2 separate regions of the Sus scrofa genome follow, and region 2 is linked to region 1. The links are chromatin contacts, called in public Hi-C maps. All regions are on one chromosome and are shown on one strand. The core of a region is the stretch at or near the end of the contact, and the rest is flanking DNA. Distances in the headings are between cores, read along the strand shown.

What was found. A called contact is a pair of places that touch in the nucleus more often than the background predicts.
Region 2: a contact with region 1 is called in a Hi-C map of retroperitoneal adipose tissue, with 1.5 times the contacts expected there. The contact joins two enhancer-like sites. A contact is called at or near these places in 3 of 47 Hi-C or Micro-C datasets (mesenteric adipose tissue, retroperitoneal adipose tissue and subcutaneous adipose tissue).

Annotation. Positions count from the first base shown.
Region 1 is chr14:81,693,740-81,701,707 of Sscrofa11.1, forward strand. LOC110256808 (a long non-coding RNA gene) reads left to right here. Exons shown (of 2, transcript XR_002338824.1): 2 at 3,801-5,321. It overlaps ZCCHC24 (zinc finger CCHC domain-containing protein 24), which reads right to left. Exons shown (of 4, transcript XM_021073637.1): 4 at 5,681-7,968. Among named protein-coding and RNA genes, the nearest start is that of PPIF, 23 kb to the left of the region's middle. Within about 2 kb of position 4,087, at least 31 of the 83 cell types and tissues checked have an H3K27ac peak or open chromatin away from gene starts, as enhancers often do. A contact at or near this core is called in retroperitoneal adipose tissue, where this site is marked.
Region 2 is chr14:81,873,663-81,881,630 of Sscrofa11.1, forward strand. It overlaps ANXA11 (annexin A11), which reads left to right. Exons shown (of 15, transcript XM_001924178.6): 12 at 2,824-2,919; 13 at 3,945-4,003; 14 at 4,201-4,323; 15 at 5,104-5,903. The coding sequence ends at 5,163. Among named protein-coding and RNA genes, the nearest start is that of PLAC9, 24 kb to the right of the region's middle. Within about 2 kb of position 3,164, at least 35 of the 83 cell types and tissues checked have an H3K27ac peak or open chromatin away from gene starts, as enhancers often do. A contact at or near this core is called in retroperitoneal adipose tissue, where this site is marked.

The sequences.
Region 1 (7,968 bases), core at 2,837-5,336:
GGCTGGCTGTGGGTCAGATCTCATTCACTCATTATTCCACATTTAACCACAGAGTGTGCTCGGCCACACTGGCACTTCTGATGCAAAGACTGTGGGGGGCTCTGGGTGTGTGCAAGGATGTGTCTGGAGGCCCCCTCCCCCACTTGGCCTCGGTGCACCTCCTTGGCCTGGGTCCCTTTGCGCTCATCTCCTGCCCAGGTGTGGGACAAGGTCAAGAGTGTAGTTCTTGGATCTCCACTTCAGACATGGTCACCATTTTGTCAGTTTCATTTCAACAACTCCCCACCCTGTATTCTGGATTATTTGAAAACAAAGCCCCGGGCACTGTCTCACTTCACCATAAATACCCGTGTCTAATACATGAGGATACTTTTCACACGACCCCAGTGCTGTCATTACATCTAACAAAATGTAAATTTGTTCAACTGTTTGTGAGACGAGGTCAGACTTTCTCCCTATATTGGTTGGACCAGCAGTAGGGGCTTGGCTTGTCTCACCCCCTGGAGGGTTTGGAGGGACACAGCCTGTGGGGAAGATAGATGGCAGATTTACATGAAGTCCATTGCCCTCTGGACTGGAGTTTCCTCTGCCCTAAAAGCGACCCTTGGCTAAGAGTGGTCTGGCAGAGGGGCTGCTGTGGGGGCTCCCCACCCCCACAGGACTTTCTTCAGGCTGCAGTTCTGTGGGTTTGTGGATATGTGCATGTGTCTGAGAGTATACGTGTGTGAATGCGCATGTGTCAGTGTGTGGTTGTGTGTTAGTAAGTGCAAGCGTGTGCAAAGTGGTATGTGAATGTCTGTGGGGTGGGGGTGGGACATGGAGCCCGGAACCTCTCACATGTCTTCATAATGTGGGGGCGGGGGTGTTAGGAGGGGCCTTTGTGCCTGAGGACAGGCTGTCCCTGGCTCGGTCAGAGCTCCAGGGACAATCAGACGCCTGCCCTTCCCCAGACTGTCACCCGCCTTCATCTCAGTGCCTCCTGCCCCTTCTGCCCTCCTGACACCATGGGGAAACAGGCCAGGGAGCAGCTGGCGTGGCATTTGGATGCCTGCCCTTGGGTAGACTGTGGGAAGCCAGGGTCCAGCTGTCTAAGGAAAGCAGGGGCCTGACTCCTCACCCAGGGTATCACAGGTTGCAGCCACAGCTCAGGGTTTCAGACCTGGCCCCAAGGAAACGCCCATAGTGGTTGCTAAAAGCCTGAGCAGGCTTGTGGGAATCCACTTGGAGTCTCTGGTCGAGATCAGAAACAGCTGAGGGCGGAGGGTGCAGTGGAGGCCCCGTCTGTCAGTCTCAGGCGTCAGGACTCTCCCTGGGCCTCAGTTTCCCCACCTGCCATGTTGGCATAGTGTTCTTTACCCTGGTTCCTGCCAGGACTGTTAGGAGCACACAGGGGGCCAGAGGGACGGGAGAGACCTGGGCCTGTGGTCAGGGCCCAGGCAGAAGCTGGATGGCAGTAGAGCCTGTGAGAGTCAAAGCAGCCAGCATAGAGCATCTGTGCATGCAGGGTCCGCCCAGCATCCACTGCAGCCCTCGGTGCGTCCAGTTGCCCCAGCTCATAGGTCAGGATGGGGAGGTTCCACATCACATTTTCCAAGGAGGGGTTGGTGCTAGGAGCTTTGTCTGGGCCACATGGTGGCTTCTGAGCCCCCAGGGTTTTCGTGCTGAGGTGGGAGAGGGGGCAGTGGTTGAACAGACATGCTCCGACCCCAGGCCTGGGGCACTGTCTGGTCTCCAAGCCCTGTGTCCAGTGTAAGGGCTCCTTACAAAGGCCTTCATGGGCTGGAGCTGCCTGCCCCTCGAGACAACCCCTGTGCTTGGGGGCCCTCACTCTGGGCCTAGCATGCTGCCTGGGGCCAAGCCCCAGCTCCGCCTCTGAAACACTACACTGGGGGTGAGATTTCAGGGTTCAAATCCTGCTCAGCCACCTGCCTGCTGGGTGACCTCAAATGAGCTCTCCCCTCTGGGGGCCTTAAATTCAGGGGTGGAGGTCGCCGGCTTCCTGTCAGGGGCAGGCTCAGAGCCGGGGCCTCCCCTTTGGGACCCCTGACGCCCCCTTCTGCAGTGGACTATGCTCTCAGCGTTTGGCTGCCTCTGGACGTGGACATTCAGTCCAACCGGAAATCCTTCCTGTCCAGGGGAATTACTGGTTTCCACAGCTCTAGGAGATGTCGAAATGCAGGCTGTGTTTGCTTTGGGTTGTTTTCTTTCCGTGGAACACAAAACAAAACAAACACACGGGACATGCATACGACACACAAGGGCAGATAATCCAATACTAACCTTGACACCTCAGCCCCAGCACAGGGGGCAAATGATCAAATGAACCAGCTTCCAGGGTTGGAGGCCTGGCTCCACTCAGACTCCCTGTATGACCTCTGGCCTGAGCCGCAGACCGTGGCCCCTAACCCGCCACCCAGGTGCCAAGCCATGTGCTGGGCCTTGTGGTCACTGGGCTTCTTATCCATGTAATATCCCCTTGGAAGCTCTGGCTCAAAGAGGCCGGGGGAGCAGCTCAGGGTCACACAGCCAGGGGAGGCAGGGCTGATCTGGAAGCCAGTGTTGTGGCCACTGAGACAGACGGGGCTCCATGTCCTCAGACCTGTAACAGGGAGCACAGCCTTCCCTGGGCTGCAGGTGGAGAGGCTCTCATGGGGGATTATTCTCTCCTTTGCCCATCCTGCTGGGGTGCCACCCACCTGCGTCAGGCCAGTTCTGGTCCTGCCTGCCATTTCACTCACCCTGAAGCCAGGCACCAGGAAGTGAATTAATCCTTCCTCTGTGCCAATGAGCAGGAAAGGGCATGGTGGCTGCCAGGATTTGCTGTGTACCCCAAATAAGCTAATAGGTCCTGCCTCTGGAGTCAGGAGCCTCTGTTCCTTCCTGTCCCCCACTTCTCCCCAACCCATGGTCCCTGACCCCAAGGACTCACATCTTAGTTTCACTGTTCCATCTCAGAGGTTGCTGTCTAGAGGCATGGGCCGGCTCGCGGATAGTTTGGCTATTTAAAAATTTAAGGAGTTCCTGCCATGGCACAGTGGGCTAAGAACCTGACTGCAGCGGCTTGGGTCATTGTGGAGGTGTGGGTTCGATTCCCGCTCTGGTACAGTGGGTTAAAGGATCCAGCATTGCCGCAGCTGTGCCTCGGGTCACAGCTGTGGCTCAGATTTAACCACAGGCCCAGGAACTTCCATATGCTGTGGGTGCGGCCATAAAAAGAAAAAATTTTAAAAAAACTTAATAAACTAGTTGCCAAAATTTAAAAATTGGAAAATTTCACATAACAACCTGAATTCCTAGTCTCTTGCCGCCCCCTCTCCCCCCTCTGCCCCAGACAGTGTATTCTTAGATAGCAGCAATTGGCTGGAGCTGGGGAGGGGATGTCCCTCCAGCGAGCTGAAACCCCTCACCCCCCCCACCCCACCACCCACCAGTCTCCTTACAGCCATCACCACTGGCCCCATAGGACCCTAGAGACCATTTCAAAGCCCTATACTTCTCAGCCTTGCATGCTGGACTGATCAGGGACTTTAAGGACACCCAGGCTGGTTTCTCAAGCATCTCCGGGTGAGACCAAGGCGGTTCCCATGGGCGATTCTGGTGAGCAGCCAGGTTGAGAACCACAAGTGCGAAGACCCTGGGCCTCAGGGCTCCATATGCAGGTGGCTCCCTCAGACTTTCTTGGCTGTGGCTCCAGGCCTTATGAGCTGTGGCTTCCTGTCTGTGGCCCTCAGCAAGAGCCCCACCTGGAGACAGCCCAGCCTGGGTCCTTGCTCAGACGAGTCCTCTGTCCCCTTTCCCAGGGTCTTTCCAGGAGGCCCCGGACACTTCACTTTGCTCACTGTGGGATGCCCAGTGTCTGAGGTCCAAATCCTGATCCTGGCGAGAGATCCGAGTGGGAGCTGTGGTGGCGAGGCCCGAGGCTGCATCTCCGAGGAAGATTCACTCCTATATATGGTCACCGGGAGTCCCATCGCTGAGCTAACTGTGACCTAATGTGCTGACAATCTCGCCCAGTCTGGGGCCCTGCTTGGGGAGGGCGTTCACCCTGGAGAGAGTGTCTGCTTGGGGACAGAGGGGCTGGGAGAAGGCAAATCAATGGTGTGGAGGCAGGGCAAGGACCGGACGTCCCAGACTCATGACAGCAGAAGGGCGGCTCCGAGTCCTCCCGCCCTACTTGGCCCCTCTGGTCTGTGAAAACGTCTAGCTCCCACGGACACTCTGCGTAAACAAGGAAACCAGGAGCCTCTCTTGCTTTTAAGAGTCCTTTTAATACAGCATGAAAAGGCTATATTTCTATAGGCAGGCCGTATACAGATTCTCCAGGAATAAGGCACACAACGGAATGCCATCCCGAGGGCGGCCCTCGGGAGCGGTCGGGAGCCTCCTCCACGCACCCTCCGAGCTGGCCCACGGGTTCTGTTTGTCTTTCTAGCTGGACACACACATATTAACAGATACAGACATGGACAGGGTCACCACATGCGAGTGGAGGACGTCGAGTGAGGTTGGCAACAGAGAGCGATGAATTCCCCAAGGCTGGACGCCTCCCAGATTTCAGGGTTAGCTGTCGCTCTGGGCTGTGATGTAGTGATGCTGGGTTAAATATTCATTTCGAGTAGATTCAAGTCCATTAGATGGTGGAGGGCAGGGGGACAAATCCAAGTTCAAAGAGCATGGGGACCTGGGACATGGCTCAGATGGCAAAGCTCCAAAAGGAACGGTGTGAAGTCTGTCTTCCTCTTCCCTCTTTGGGCTGTTCTGACCGGAAGCCCTGGATCAGGCCAAGGAGGCCATCTTTGGAGCTGGCCAACCATAGAGGGGCTAATCAGTCACATGCCCCCTGTTCCCCTAGCTCACTCCTGCCCCCCCACAAGATTAATAACCATAATAACAAGATAATAATAAGAAGGTGCAAGAGAATGGATTATAGTGCTGTGTTATCCTCAGCTGAAGAGGCTCAAAGAGCTTCCCATTCCCTTTTTCACTAAGTATCTAATAATAGCTTCCCTCCAAAAAGGCAATACTTTCCAAAATACACATATGTATAAATACAGGACAGGAACATATTAATAAGTATAAGCACTTGAATAATATGCTGACTACTTAATACTGATATTTTCATCCAAGGCAAACAAGAGAGAATAACAATAATATGGCTTAAAGAATTGCAAAGATTTTTTTTTTCCTCATCAGAATTATGTACCAACTTCATATAATATTCTATGTAGACAATATTTCCTTAATGTAATTCAGTTGCAGACTTTTTACAGACCAAAGCATAGTAAAAAATCAAACCAAAAAAAAAAAAAACAGGAAAAAGAGAAAAGTTCTCACCATAAATATTTTCTTGCAGCTCAACCAGAAGGTTTGCAAAAAATACTTCCAGAAATCTTCATTTGATATTCTACTGCCCTCCTGAAAGCTCTGAAGTTTTGAAAATGCCTCTCCTTTTGTTTATTTTAAATCTCAAAAATCAAGTAATTATATTTTTCTTGTCTTTTTCTTTTTCTTCTTTTTTTTTTAAAAAAGGCCCTCAAATATATACAGACAAAAATCACTGTGAAGATCTTTCGGGAGAAGGTAACAAATTCAGTGTTGTGAGAAAAATTGGAAACCATGCAGAAATTTTAACATCCATGAATTTTCTTTTCAAAATACACACATAGTATTTTTCTTTAAAAAAAAAAAAAAAGGAATTCTGTGTCAAGTATAACTCAAAATAAATACAAATTCACAAGTAGAACTATTGAATACTTCATATGGGGTAAACACCATTATCTCCCAACTAGATCGCTAGATCTACTAACTGCAAGCGATTGTCCCTTTTGAACATACTGAAACCACACACTTTCTTGTCTCCTGGACGCCCGGGCCCTCTGAGCACTTAATTCTCACAGCACCAGCCTGGACAGCAGTGGCTTTTGCTGACCACACAGAGCTCCCAAATTCAGCCATGGGGCGGGGGCAATATGGAAGGGCTGCCCCAGGCAGGAGGGCCCAGCCCCCCCACAGTGGCTGATTCTGCACAGATGGCAGCGGCAGTGACTGCCAGCTGGACAAGCCCACTGCAAAGGTCACTTTGGGGTGATATTCCTTCTGGAGTCTGGAGCCTGGGTTCTTTCTAGGATGTGGACTTCCCGCACAACCTCAGCCCAAGCACCCAGAAGCCCAGGTCCTCCCCGTGGGGCCAAGTCCCTGGAAGTCTTGGGGCCTTGTCCTCGCAGTGGAAACCAGGACACTGCCACCCCTGTGAATGCTCTCTTTAGAGGGACACGAGGATGACTGACAGTGACAGCTTCTCGGGGACAGAGAACCCAGGGCCAGGGTGACTCTGGCTCACCTTGACACAGTAGAGCAGGCAGGGGGCAGAGGGATTCTTCAGTGGGCGGTAAGCACGTTCACAGTTGGTGGCGGGCGTTCTGCCCCTGCAGGCCTGGAGGGAGGCAGCTACAGGGCTCAGGCTGGAGCACACACACCCTTCCTAAGTGCTCAGAGGGCTTGGCCCCCCCCAATCTACCCTGCAGCCCTCTGGCTGCAAATACTCTCAACTCCATCTCTTCAACTCACTCCCTGGACCCCTGATTAACACTTTGCCGTAACTCCTCAGTTGTACAAAGCATTTTCACTTGAAAACCAAAGACGACCGGCCCCAGGTTGGGTGTCCTTGAGCCGTGGTAAACACTGAATTTCAGGCCCATTCCGCGGTCTGATTTTTTTTTTTTTTTTTTTTTTTCCCACAGAGGCATAATGTTGGGGCAACATCAAAGGACCCAGCCCTGGGAGAAAGGAAGGGTAATATGACAAAGCAAATAGGGCTTCTCATGGGGGAGAGAGCAGAGAGGAAGGCAATCCTTCCCACTAGCCAGGACAGCATCGGCAGGCCTGTCCAGTGTGAGTGCCAGGAGGCCTCTCCGCCCCCTCAGGAGGTAGGAATCATTGTCCCCACTTTGCAAACCAGAGGTTCTGTAGCGTGTCTTGGGGTTGCCCTGTAAGGAGGGGGAGACCTTTCTCCTTCACGTTTGCAGGGTAGGGGACAAAAGACATGGCTGGGGTTGCAGGGGGCAACAGGGGAGGACCTGCATCCCTCCACCTGATTTCTTAAGTGACTGACTGATGGGTGATAGTGGGAAGGGGATGGGTAGGGAGCCTGGGGAAACTCTCCAAATAAAGCTCTCTGCTCCAGGAGATGGCACCCAGCCAGGCAGAATTCCAGAACATCAGGACAGAAATGGGCCTCTCTGGTGTCACTCTCTCTTTCTCTTAGTGGGGAAACAGAGGCCCAGAGGTGAGAATCCTTCTCAAGGCTCTGTAGTGCATCAGTGGCGGGGTCAGCATTAAAACCCAGGTCTTTGGACTGCCAGGCCTGGGTCCTTCCTGCCAGAGTGGTTTCCCTGCTGGGTCCTATTGCCTCCTTCCGGGTGTGGCTCCCCAGCATGGGTGAGAGGGGAAGGAGAAGGGAAGGGGATAGGGCTGGCAAAATCCAAACGCGTGGGGGAAGTCTGTGGTGGGGGAGGGGGTGTTGCCCTCTGTGCCCCAGGTCACACGCTGGAGCACCGTCCAACATTCAGTGCCTCCCCATCCCTGACCTCTGGGGTGTAGGGGGAGGGGAGATGTGCGGGGCCCAGGTGCAATGCCAGTGGCTTCAGAGGCAGTCAGGTTTGGGGCTCAAAGTGGCAGGGGGCAGAGATGCCCGCTCCCCAGCAGCTGCTAGAACAGGAGTCAGCTTGCCATGAGCACTGACTTAGAAAATTAGGGCTTTCCAAGAGTGGCTTTTCACACAGGGCAAACTGGAAGGTTCTGGGTGGGAGAAGGCCACCTGGCTGGTTTTGGGAGACCATCCCCTGCAGGCTCTGGGATTCACAGTAAATTTAGTGCACTTGTGGCCAATGTAAGGCTGCTCACCCAAAAGGGAGTCTCAGAGGAGAGCCTGCAGGGGACGCTGAAGGCTCTGTGGGGTCCTGTGCGCTG
Region 2 (7,968 bases), core at 1,914-4,413, 180 kb after region 1:
CTGGGATAGGAAGTGATAAAGGGACTGAGGATGTTGGGGGCAGTCCTCACTGAGGTAATGACATTTGAGTTAAGAACTCGGAGGAGGAGTTCCCATCGTGGCTCAGTGGTTAACGAATCCGACTAGGAACCATGAGGTTGCGGGTTTGCTCCCTGGCCTCGCTCAGTGGGTTAAGGATCCGGCGTTGCCCTGAGCAGACGCAGCTCGGATCCTGCGTTGCTGTGGCTGTGGTGTTGCCGGTGGCTACAGCTCCGATTAGACCCCTAACCTGGGAACCTCCATATGCCACCGGAAGTGGCCCAAAGAAATAGCAAAAAAAAAAAAAAAAAAAAAAAGAACTCGGAGGAGTTGCACATGCAGAGGCCCTGAGCATAAGGCCCTCAGCACAACCGGGAAATAGTGAAGGGGGCTGGTGAGGTGGGGCAGATGGGGTGTGTGAGAGGAGGAGGAGGAAGAGGTGAGGTTAGAGACAGGAGGAAGCTCTGCTGATAATTGCATGGTTTTATCCTGAGTAAAACAGCCATTGGAGGGCTCAGTGTGAAGGCAGGGCATGATCTGACTTAGATTTTGCGAGTGTACTGCCCACTGTGTGGAGAAGAAACCAGAGAGGAGGCTGCTGCAGTAAATCCCAGGGAGAAATGGTGGCCTGGATTAGCTGGTAGGGGCAGGTAGTGAGGAGGAAGGGGTCAGATTCTGGCCCCATTGCTGATTAATGGACATGGAGAGTGGGAGAAAGAAAGTTTTCAAGGATGACACAGGATATGTTCTGGCTGAGCCAGTGGAAGAGGAGAGGGGCCCTCAACTGAGACTGGGATGCTTGGATGGAGCAGACTTCAGGAGGAAGGAGAGTTAGGAGCCTTGGGCTGGAGATACCAGGTAGGCAGCTGGGTGTATGAGTCCAGTGGTCAGAAGAGGTTTGGGCTAGAGATGGAAGTTTGGGAGCTGTGAGTGGGTCAATGGAGTCTGAGGCGCTGGGGCCACAAGAAGTTCCCTTGGGAGGGAGTTGGGAGGCAGACCAATGGTCTGAGGACAGGGTCCTGGCCGTTGCAGGAGACAAAGGGACATCCCAGACAAAGGTGAGGCCGGCAGTGTCAGCAGTGAACATGTGAGGGCAGGTGTGGATGGAGAATGGTGACCACACCTAGCAACGTGGGTGGTGAGAACGCCAGCAGCTGCTCTGTGCCTGTGCTAAGCCTTTAATACATGCAAGTAGGTGCTATTCTCCTATTTACATATGAGGAAGTAGCCACAGGGCAGTTGGCAGCTTAGCCACCCAGCTGGTAACGTGCCAGGAGCTGGGCTTTGAACCCAGGCTGACTGCCTCCACAGCACGCTTTTTAACTTCTACACTTTACTGTAATGGAGCATGGGTGAACATATGTTCATCTTAATCATTATTTATTGTAATGAATATAGAATATATGTATAGCACATCAAACCCTTGGTTTCACAAACATTATTAGAAGAGAGGCGCTGATCTGTAGAAAATGGTAAGTAATGAAGATGGATGCAGATACAGCAGAAATCAGGATACTGATATGCAAATGACAACAGTTTGGAAAACATGGATAGAAACTGAGACCCTGGCTGGAGAAGAAGAGGGGATTTATATCCAGGGACAGAGCTCAAGTTAGAATCTGTCTCTTTGGTGCCATCTGCCTCTTGGGACCCACAGCCACTTCCCAAGGGTGCTCGGTCCATCCCAGCGCAAGCTCACGGTCAGATTGAGAAAGACTGGTATGTAGAGTGACCGAGAAGGGCTGGGACTGGAAGTGCCTAGGATCTGGGCAGAGAGTGTCAGAGTTGGGCTCCTGGACAGGGGGTTACTAACGGTGCAGTGGGTGAGCAGTGGTGAGGGCAGGGCTAGTCAGGGGACTGCATGAGCAGGCCTGGGGGGCAGGGGGAGTGTACTCACCTTGGGATGAAGAACCGGCAGACCTGAGAGCTGGGCAGGTGTGGTCAGTAGGGCCACCCAGGGTGCCATGGAGCAGAGTAGGAGAGGTGGTTCCAGAAGGGACAGAGGCCTGCTCACTGCCTCTCCCGTACAAGTCAGCTGCCATAATAAAGTATCACAGGCTGAGGGGCTTAAACAGCAAAAGCTTATCTTCTCACAGTTCCGAAGGCTAGAAGTCCAAGATCAAGGTTTCAGTAGGGTTGGTTTCTCCTGAGGCCGCCCTCTTTGCTGTGTCTATACATGAGCATTTTTGTGTTTGCAACCTTGGTGTTTCCTTGTGTATCCAAATCTCTCTCTCACTCTTTTGTTTGTTTGTTTGTTTTTGTCTTTTGAGGGCCATACCTGAGGCATATGGGGGTTCCCAGGCTAGGGGTCTAATTGGAGCTACAGCTGCCGGCTTATGCCACAGCCACAGCAGCACCAGATCTGAGCCGAGTCTGTGACCTACCACAGCTCACAGCAACGCTGGATCCTTAACCCACCCAGCGAAGCCAGAGATCAAACCTGCAACCTCATGGTTCCTAGTTGGATCCGTTTCCACTGAGCTACAACGAGAACTTCTTTTTTTGGCTGTGATGTGCAGCAGCTTGACATAGGGCTCAGTTCCCAGGCCACGGCAGTGAAAGCAGTGAATCCTAATCACTAGACCACCAGGGAACTCCCCAAATCTCCTTTTGTTATAAAGAAACCACTCACATTGGATTTGGGCCCACTCAAAGGGCCTCATTCTAATGTTATGGCCTCTTTAAAGACTTTATCTCCAAGTACAGTTAGATTCTGAAGTCCTCGGGATTAGGACTTGAACATAGGAATCTGTGGTGGGGAGAATAGAATTCAGTCCATAACATGACTCTCTGTCTTTCCACTAGTTTTCAACGAGTATCAGAGAATGACAGGTCGTGACATTGAGAAGAGCATCTGCCGGGAGATGTCTGGGGACCTGGAGGAGGGCATGCTGGCCGTGGGTAGGTGTCTCTGGCCTGCCTGCAAGAGGCTGGCGTGTGTTGTAAGTTTTCAGGGTGCTCACCCACCCTCTGGTTGAGGAAGAGGATAGTGGAAGGATCCAGGATTGCTAAATCCAGCTAAGTGACAGGAAATCAGGCTGCTTCCTGGATCAATGCTTTGTTGTAGCCCCAGCCTCCCTGTCCCAGGGAGGTGTCTTGTTTATGTGTCAAGCGAGGCTCTGGGGGAGGAGCTGCAGTGTGGGCACTAGTGCGCTCCCAGAGGGAGCTGACTCATATCCTGCCAAGTTTCCTCTAAAAATACATCCCTGCAGGCACTTGTCAGATGTTTGTGATGGAAACACGTGGAAGGTTTTTTTTTTTTTTTACTTGTGATAGCAAAATAGGCCCTTGCCAAGGAAAGCTGGCATAGCTCCTGAGACGCTGGTGTGCTTCCTGCAGTGCAGGACTGTGTCATGTCCTCTAGAGGAGGGCAGCGCCTGATGGGCTCCAGGCCCACCCACATACCCATGAGGTTGGCTCCTCTTTAGACCCACTTGGTAACATCACGGCCCATCTTTCACTTTGCTTTTCTTGGAGCTTTCTGGATAGCACAGATTTTCCTGCATCCCCATTGGGAGGTGGCCTGAGAGCCCCAGGGAGACATTCATTCCACTTGGCCATCCTTCTCCATAAGGACCACGCCATCTCCAGTCTGCCCCCTCCCACGTGAGAAGCATCATGGTTCCTCATCACCCTCCCCGTTCCTTCCCTACATAGTTCCTTTCATCACATTGACTACCAGGAACGGGGCTGGGTTGGTGTCAAGAGCTCTGCATGTTTCTATTCCAAAGAGCTAGAGCCAGGATCATGGGATAACTGAGCTTGGGGGAGATGGGGGTGGAGGGGACAGAGGGAGAAAGATAGATGCAGTGCTGTGTTTGACGTCTGGCCTCCTCAGGAGATTGCTCTGTGCTCTGTGACTGTGCTCCCTCCCCCCCGCCCCCCATTTTCTGCAGATAGAGTAACACTGTGTTTCTCTCTTCTAGTGAAATGTCTTAAGAATACTCCAGCCTTCTTTGCTGAAAGGCTCAACAAGGCCATGAGGGTAGGTAACCCCCATGTGCAGCATCTGGGTGCCACCTGTGACTGGGACCTTGCTCAGGGAAGGATGCAGGAGGAGAGCCACCTTTCAGCCAAGAGGACAGAGGGCCCATGGGCAGGGAGGGGACCAGGGCCCAGGGAAGGTGGGGAAGTGATCAGTGTGGAGGCCCGTTGCTCACACCCTTGGGCAACTCTCTTTAGGGAGCAGGAACCAAGGACCGGACCCTGATCCGCATCATGGTGTCTCGCAGCGAGATTGACCTCCTGGACATCCGGGCGGAGTATAAGCGGCTGTACGGCAAGTCGCTGTACCACGACATCACGGTATGAGCCCCTGGGGGCTGTCTGAGCTTCTTCCTGGTGTCCTGCTTGCCTGTGGACCTTGCTGGCCACTCCCACTGACCCCATTACTCTCTGTCCTCAGAGGTCCCTCGGGCTCAGCTTCTGCCATGTATAGGCATCTTGTCTGTGGTCCTCCAACTTGCCCTCCCCAGTTTTCATTTGTTCGTCTAGTTGTACAGTAGGTCGTCAGCTCTTGATCCTGCTGTCACCCCACTATCCAGCATATCTGCTGCTCAGTAAATGGTTGGGGCAGGAGGGTCTAAAATCGGCATCAGAGAACATGAAAGACCTCCCCAACCTGGTTCCTGGCCTTTGGCGCCCAGATACCCTGTGGTTCTGTGACCCATCCATGGGAGATCACATCTTGAACCCCCTGAGGGCCCGAGGCTCTGGCTTCCTGATGAGCCACTTCTTAGCTTTAGGTGGAGGCAGCATGGGAAGGCAGTTCAGAGCGAGGGCTGTTTTGTGTTTATTTTTCAAATTCTGAGTTTGATCATTGTGATGAAAGCAGCTTTCTGTTTTTTTTTGGCGGGGGGTGGGGAGGTGCTAGAAAGGCTGAACGGTGTTGTCCAAGGTCCTTGCCACCTTCGAGGCCAAGTGCATGAGCCTCTCTCTCACCCTCTGCGGCAGCAGCATGGTGGGGAATTTCCTAGGATGGGGTTCCCTCTCTGTAAGGGCACTCGTGGCATGAGAAAATTGAGCCAGGAAGCCAAAATTGGCTGAGCCTCTCTTAACTGATGTCTTACTTGTTTCTGTGACCAGGGAGACACTTCAGGGGATTACCGGAAGATTCTGTTGAAGATCTGTGGTGGCAACGACTGAGTGGTGACTGGTGGGTCACTTCTGTCCACCTGCTGGCAACAGCATTTCCAAGAAAAGGCCAAAAGAATATCTGTTTCTAGCAAATCCACAAAATAGCCCCCTGGTGTCCCAGTGTGGACCATCCATAGAACCCTGGCCCTGTCCTCCACCTGCCCTCCTGATCCACGTATTGTGCTCGTGCTGAAGGACCTGGGCTGGTCTTGAACTCTCTTAGGATGTCCCCCCTCCACTCCTCATAGCCTCTTGCTGCTGAAGTAGCTGTTTTGTTTCCTGACTCATGCAATCATTCCCCTTTGCTGTGGCTGAGACGCTTGGCTTCATTTTATTCATGGACTTTTGTATGTTTATTTGGAGGCATTTTTAAAAAATATATAGTCATTGCCAGACAGATACACACACATTTGCTATAGATGCAATTCAGGTAAGAGAGGTGGAGGTTGGGGGCATCATATCTTCACTGAGGAGTAAAAGGGAAAACCTTGAAGGGTACTCTTTGCGTCTGGTGCGAATGTGTCGTGAGCTTTGTTATTGCCAAAGTCACTCCTTTTTAGAAGAAAAAAAAAAAAAAAAGACCAGACAGTCCTCTGTTCCTTCTTTCATGCTGAACCAAAAGAACAAAGCCAGCTCCCTGTCAGTGACAGGGCTTCTTATAATTGAGAATGTGCCTTAAACGTGAATGTCGATGCTCAAAAGCTGTTTCTAGATTAAAGTCAGCCAGTTCTGGAATGTTTTGGAAGTGTTTACCTGGTGTCAGCTTGCTTTCTTGTGCTTCATGATTCTGCCCTATAGCTCAGGGGTGCCAGGCTTATTAGCCAGTGAAAATTTATATGACTTTAAATAGAAACTTGTGTTCAGGAAAGCTTGAGCATAAGTAGTTTACAGGGGTTGGATTGTAGGTACGTAAGAAAGAAAGGGAGGTTCCTGAAGTCTGCGCTTGGGGTGAAGATGCTGAAAAGGTGCAGGGATTTGGGTCAGATGCGGCTGCAGTAAAGTCCATGGAGGGCAAGTAGGAAGCATGTGGTCCTTCACCCAGGCCTAGAAGGAGGGGCACAGGCAGGAGGGGCTGTGCCTGACTCCTGGGGAGACCTATTCATGAGACCAGCACCTCCCCGTAGGAGCCTTTGGTCTGAAAGGGAGCACCTGGCTGTGGTCCCTGGTGGGCCCTTTGCCCCTTTGGTTGGTGGTGTTAGGAGAAGGCAAGTCCAGAAGGGACAGAGTTTTTAAAAATTGTTATGTCACATCTAGAAGCCCAGAGCTTGTCTTCTGGTCAGGTGTCTCTGTTCCTTATCTGACCTCCTGTGTTGAAAGTTTAGAAAGGAGAGAATCCAGAGACTGGGGTGGGAGCCTCAAGCCTGCTGAGCTTGAGCAGAGGCCCCAGGGAGTGGCTTGTCCACAAAGTAAACATCTGCTTGGGGACTCCTCACTGCCTTCTGGTCATAGAAGAGAGATGACCAAGGGGCACGGAGCAGCCATGAGCTAGAACTAGCCTGGTCTACTTAGACCTGCCTTGCCCAACCAGAGAAGGCTGATGGGGGCCCCAGAGCAGGTGGCACACCCTGCTTGTCACTTCAGCTCTGCTGCAGTTCTTGTGCCTGGAACCTCTTGACTAAGACCCAGCATGCTTGGCTGAGGCATTTTTCCTCTATCTGGGTCAGGCACCTTGCCCCTGGGTACCAGGTAGGACCTGCCTGGTAGGATGGGCTGCATGGTATTGCACAGCTTGCTGTGAACTCAGCCTGACTTCAGTGGCCTCCTGAGCTCTGCCAAGGCGTAGATTCAATCTCCTGTAATGTGATGGTAAATGTTCTGTGACATTACTTTGTCCTTTTGTTTGCACCAGTGGTTTCACCTAGCAGGCAGTGTGTAACCTATACATGCATTTACTTTTGTTCCCAGAGAGTCTTTTTTTTTTTGCCTCTTTAGGGCCACACCTGGGGCATATGGAAGTTCCCAGGCTGGGGGTCGAATCAGAGCTACAGCTGCCAGCCTATACCACAGCCACAGGAACACCAGATCCAAGCCATGTCCGTGACCTACACCACAGCTCACAACTATGCCAGATCCCCAACCTACTGAGCAAGGCCAGGGATCGAACCTCCATCATCACAGATGCTAGTCGGGTTTGTTACCACTGAGCCACGATGGGAAATCCCATAGAGTCTTTTTAGATATTTGGATTTGTTGCCAACATTTAAGCATTGAGAGATTTCCTATTTTAAAAAATCTGGAATAATAGCTTGTCTTGTGTAACTAAAAATTCTAGTATCACTGGTTGAGCATTCCTGCACGGCAGTTCCTGTTGGAGCCAACCTGTGGCTGTACTATCCATTTGCTACAGGCCCCACTGCTCCCTATTGTCTCATACCAAGTACAAGTTATCTATTTGGCTCTATGGGCTTCTGAGTTTGAGACTCCAGGTTGAGACTCCATCTATGTTCATCTTGATCCTTATTCTCTACGTTTCTGTCCCTCTGGCTGCCCTCTTGATCATGCTTACAAGACCCAACCCATAGCAAGGATGGGCTGGAGGACTATGTAAATGCTTCATAAATCTCTCTAGAGACAAGAAAGGCACCACCTGCCTTCTGACGTCTGTGGAAAGTTCTTAACACTGATGGTGATACTCAGGATGAAAAAAGGATGAGAGGCTCATTGAGCTTATAGGTCATCTTCCTGGGAGGGAACTACACAGGGTCTTTTTCCTGTCTACTGGTGGTATAGTCAAAGCCAGTCCATGCTGCACATCTAATGTCACTTCCAGAACAACTGGAGGATGAGTCACCAGGTGAATCCAGCCCTGAGCTC